2 separate regions of the Danio rerio genome follow, and region 2 is linked to region 1. A link is a contact called in public Hi-C data. All regions are on one chromosome and are shown on one strand. The core of a region is the stretch at or near the end of the contact, and the rest is flanking DNA. Distances in the headings are between cores, read along the strand shown. Region 1 overlaps pkn2b (protein kinase N2b). Region 2 holds the start of pkn2b (protein kinase N2b).

Region 1 (2,842 bases), core at 196-2,695:
GACTCCTTAAAATCTGTAAAATCTGATCCTTGTCTATATCACCATTTACATTACACTTGCAATCTTACATTCCACAGAGCTCCGTTATGAGCACCACAGTGTAAAATGAAATCGTATCCAAGCTGACTGACTGGTATTGTCTATTTGAGTGCATTCAAACATGTGTGGCTGTATAAGCTAATTTATTAAGCATGTATTAACCTATTGTTATTAGTAGTGGTATTTGTCAGTTGAGACAGTGGACGTGGTTTCAGCGATTCTAGCCAGCGGACACGCCCACATAGTCAGAGAGTTGAGATTTCTGCCTTTTTTACTAAGATTTTGCTAACTACTTTGAGTTACTCTACTTTTTTAGCATTCAAATGTGACTGGATGGTTTGTTGATACATTTTAAACTCAGAACTGTTAAGCTTTAAAACTTAAAATAAACTTTTTTAATAAGATTGAATTAATACCTACTTTTTAAACTCTGTATTTCTTAAAAACTGATGTTTCAAACACTCAAAGAGGTCAAAAGGTAAATCTGTTTTCTGAAGATGTGATTACTTTAGAAGACAATTAAACTAGTGACATAACCATTGAATATGGTCACAGAAGCTCAAACATGTTTGCTTGATGTTGATTTCATGTGTTAAGCTAATTTGGTTAAATTATCTATGTTTACTGATCAAGATTTATATGTGAATTAAAGCCGAAATTAGTGGAGTTTTGGAGGTGTCATAATTTTGAGCATCTGTTCTGATTCTGTGCATTTTAAAATATACAGAATGGTGTTTATCTTAATTAGTGGTTCAATAAATGAGAGGCCAATATCAAAAAAGTAAAAATGTAATAAATATAAAATAGGTTCAGCAAATGGGCCTTTATTGTTGTTAACTAATTAGTTATATATGGCTTTTCTGTGATAAATGTAAAGTTTAAATTTTATTGACTTTTTTCTGTGGTTCAAACACTGATTGTGCAATTATGAGATGTGATACACTTGTTGTACTGTTTGTTTTAACAGGTAATGGTCATTCAATCCATAGTAAATCGTTTTTTTAAGTCAGTGAACTCTGACACTGACACTTAATAGATACGGAAATGTTATTGCATAGTAGCTTTCTTTGTCAAAATGTTGACAAGATTGGTTACCATTGATTGTTTTTATTTTAATTTTTTTTTTTGTGTGACAACAAATTGTTCATTATAAGTCTGCTCACAAAACATTTTAGTGATATATGGGCTTGGAGGTCATCTTTTAAAGAGTTGTCTTATGGGTTTGGAATGGCATGAGGTTGAGTAAATAATGACAGAAATTTCATTTTAAAGTAAACAAAATTATGTGAGTGCATTTTTGTCCGGTCAGTCAAGAATTGACTGTTTTATTCAAGCGTCGAGTCCTGCATGCAGGTTCCCAGCTGCTTCAGACATCCGGAGGAAAGGCCTCTAAGGTAACGTCAGCCTCTAATGGTAGCTTACAGGAAGTTCAGTCCTTAGAGACTCCTGGGCTGCTCTCTCTGGATCTGAATGCTGAATGACAAGCAAACATTCCTTCACACTTCTAACCAGCGGCAAGGAGGAAAGAAAAGTATGTGGTCATAGAACATGAATTTTGCATCCTTTAATAACTTTAAATAAATAAAATGTATACAATTAATCGGGTTAGTTTACCCTAAATTGAAAATACTGTCATTTACTCACCTTTACGTCATTGCAAATCCACAAGACTTTCTTTCATCTTCAGTACACAGCAGGTCATTTTAATCACTTACTTGGAGATTCCTGTCTTTCATTTGAAAATCTTTTTACCCAAAAACTCTGACAATATTGATAAATGAATGAAAAGTGTGAATCACATGGTTTAATCCAAACCTTCTGGAAATACACTGACATTTTTTTTATGATGAACAGAAGCTCGGTGAATCAAAAATGAATCTTATTGGCTCTCAGGAATCAAGTACTTTGAACAATTGCTTGCTAATCATTTTCTACAGGAACAAAATAATTATAAAAAGTTAATATGCTGAAAATGTGTTTATCATTTTAGGTCATTATGTTGTGAGAAGACTTCAACAACATAGAATTCAAGAATTCAACACATTTGTTTTTGAACATTTTAAAGCATCAGAATTTTGTGATATATTTTTTATCTTCATTCATGACTATCTACATGTATACAATATCTTCAATTGTTAAATGGCATGGAGCTCTTATTAACTGACTACTCAGAATACAACATTTTTGTTTAATGAATAATTTTAGACTAGATATAGTTTATATTCCCTTTTTATACATGTTTGATGGTTTATGGTCTATGGATTTGCACTTAAAAACACTTTGTTATAAAGATCTTTTTTTCTGAACCCTCTGACCCTGTTGTTGTTTTCCTTCTGTTTATCTTCATTTGTAGGACCGCAAACTCCTTGCAGCAGCTCAGCAGATGCTTCAGGACAGCAAGACAAAGATAGAGTTCATTCGAATGCAGATCCTCAAAGCCAGCCAGACCAGCGAGATAAACTACGAGAACAATGATGGTATGTGGTCTAGCTGATTTTCTCTTTAATTACAGCTAAATGCTTTGCACTGTATTGTTGTATATAAAAACTCATTCACTGGACTATATTGAACTAAAATGAGCGAATACAGAAAGTGATAAAATATAAGTGCTGTGAGATCAGTCTGCTGCAGACACTTTTTTTTTCTGTTGAACAATATAATTACTAATCTGTAATATATATTTTTGGCTTTATGTATTGAATATTTCACTTGTCATACGTATTGTATTATTTGATTACCAAGTGAAAAAAAGAACACCTGCTTGTCATGTTAAGACTACTTCTACACTAATTCAGGAACATTT
Region 2 (2,700 bases), core at 125-2,624, 38 kb before region 1:
TATTATATTATATTATATTATATTATATTATCATGCTCTCATTCTCATACTCATTCATTAAGTTTCTTTTTGGCTTAGTCTCATTATTAATCTGGTGTCGCCACAGCGGAATGAACCGCCAACTTATACAGCATATGTTTTACGCAGCAGATGCCCTTCCAGCTGCAACCCATCACTAGGAAACATCCATACACACTCATTCACACACATACACTATGGACAATTTACTCCATCCAATTCACCTATTGCGCATGTCTTGTGGGGGAAAGTGGAGCACCCAGAGAAAACCCACGTGCACACAGGGAGAACATGCAAACTCCACACAAAAACACCAACTGACCCAGCTAGGTCTAGAGTCAGCGCCCTTCTTGCTGTGAGGCGAACGTGCTACCCACTGCATCACCGTGCAGCCTGAAAAAATATTAACTATATATTATTGTTATTCATTCATCTTCTTGTCGGCTTAGTCCCTTTATTAATCCAGGGTCGCCACAGCAGAATGAACAGCAATACCTACTGCGCCACTATTATTATTATTATTGTATTTATTTGTTTATTTTATTTATTTGGCAACCTATTTTGGTTTCCATGTGAAATTAAAATGTCAAAAACAAATTTTATACATGAAGAAATTTTAAATACATATGTAACTAATTTAAAGTTTTAAAAAAACCTGGAACTAAAATGTCAAAATTGCATGCAATAACATGAACCGTCATTTTAATGCAAAATATTCATATAAAAATAAATAGCATTCTTATTCTGACCTCTACATATTAAAATATTTAGAAGCGTACAAATTAAGTTATTATAATTTAAAAAGTAAATAATAATAATAATAATAATAATAATAATAATAAATTGAATTAAAATATGACAAAATTTACAATCAATAAAAGTAAAACATTAAACACTATTTGTGGGCTGCACTGTGACTGTTAAATAGAGTCTTTTAATTTAACTTTTTTTTTTTTTTTTTAGTTTTTTAAAGCCTGATAAAAATGTACAAATATTTAAATAAAAATAAATAAATAAAATAATAATTTATGGGTCTTCTCTAAATCACGTTTTTACATTTCATCTTTGACACAAATCTTGGTTAACTAAACACCCATTCATTCTGACAGGTTGAAGCTTACAAGGAAAAAAGAAAAAAAAAACTGAGCCCCACCTCAGTACTGTGAAAAAAATAATCAACAAATGTGTAATTACCGTTTGATGTGTTTTTATAATTATCCAGCGTTACGCGGTGATGTAATCTGATACAACGCTCTAGTAAATATACAAGAATGATTTAAACTCTATATTTGGCAGTGAACATGGACACTCATGGGAAAATGCTTGCATAGAGTTTCTGATCACATGACTGGAAGTGTAGGATTTGACTCCAGCTGGGAGAGCAGAGGAGAGGAGCGTGTTCAACAATACACGCATTCAAAACAGCCGCATTTCCACGTCCCTCTGCGTGGATCTGTCACGGAAAACCATCGCACTGATTTCTTGAAACTTTTCGAGCTTTTACACAACTGCGTTCCTATATATCAAACAAGGATATTTCGGCAGCGTCATGGGAATTGGAAAGTTTACCGGCTGCGCTGTGGAATAGCAGTAGTCGTGGATCCGATGTGTTTTCTTCAGTCTCAGGAAGATATACGTGCTAACTTGGAGAGGAGCGGAGAGGTTTAACTTCTTACTGACATTCCTCCTTTTTGCTCCCTTGAGTTTGATTCAAAGTTATTAAGAGGCAAGATGGCGGCCGATTCCGTGCAGGTGAGACTTGTTTTATCTAATGTTTACTAACCGCGCGCTTCGACACCATCAACACACTTTAATCGCGACTTCTATGTTTTCGTCTGGACACCACTTTAAAATGTCAACATTTGACTTAAGGATTGGCGTAGTGACTTTTAACTGTGTCTGAAAGGGTTAAATGTGGCCTAGAAATATTGACACAGAAACCAACTGTTGCTTCAATCCCAGTCCATAGCTAAACTATTAAGTTATACATGAAACGTGATCGAATTTATACGAAGAAAGGCAGTCGTGCAATGTTTGTGCTTGTTCGCATAGCTCTTGTAACTGGTGCAGTCATGATGTTACTTTGTTTCCTCAACTGCATATTTACTGTATTTAATGCTATGCGGATCGTTTGAAAGCTTAAAGTGCTTTCCTTCGTGCAAACTTGAACTAATAAAATCAATTTGTTCACTCATAATTGTAGAAATTAAACATTAAACGAATATATATATTTGGCTAAACACGAAATACATGTAGCAGAACCTCTCTTTTGCGTGTGTGGTGAGGGGAAAATCTGGAGTAAAATCTATTATTAGTAACATATCCTGAACGATTCCACCCTGGCAACTCCCTGAAACACTTGTATGAAGCAATGTCAGTATTTGTTTGCCTGCTTTTCCTTTCGTGTAAAATGACGATGAACTTGACGTAATTTACAAATGACTAACTTTACGCGTCAAAAAGCCAGCACTGAACAATGTGTAGCTAATTTTTATTTATTTATTTATTTATTTATTTATTTATTTATTTATTTATTTATTTATTTATTTATTTTTTGGTTTCTTGGGAATGAACCATCAGGAGAAACAATGTTTTTGCAAATTGAAGGTCAGACATGTAAATGGATATTTTGTCTTATGTAAGGGTTTTACTACAGCTTTTGCCTAATTTGATGGTTTTCAC

The links. Hi-C and Micro-C count contacts between places; a contact is called where the count stands out from the background.
Region 2: a Hi-C map of an unstated tissue shows a contact between it and region 1, with 3 times the contacts expected there. The contact joins the promoter of pkn2b here to the enhancer-like site in region 1. A contact is called at or near these places in 2 of 18 Hi-C or Micro-C datasets (caudal fin and an unstated tissue) and 1 of 4 datasets of contacts at active chromatin or transcription factors (caudal fin).

The regions. Positions count from the first base shown.
Region 1 is chr6:27,823,659-27,826,500 of GRCz12tu, reverse strand. It overlaps pkn2b (protein kinase N2b), which reads left to right. Exons shown (of 22, transcript NM_001290179.1): 4 at 2,393-2,516. It also overlaps a transcript of kyat3.2 not described here. Among named protein-coding and RNA genes, the nearest start is that of pkn2b, 38 kb to the left of the region's middle. Within about 2 kb of position 1,445, at least 14 of the 62 cell types and tissues checked have an H3K27ac peak or open chromatin away from gene starts, as enhancers often do.
Region 2 is chr6:27,861,877-27,864,576 of GRCz12tu, reverse strand. It overlaps pkn2b (protein kinase N2b), which reads left to right and starts at 1,374. Exons shown (of 22, transcript NM_001290179.1): 1 at 1,374-1,770. The coding sequence starts at 1,750. It also overlaps a transcript of kyat3.2 not described here.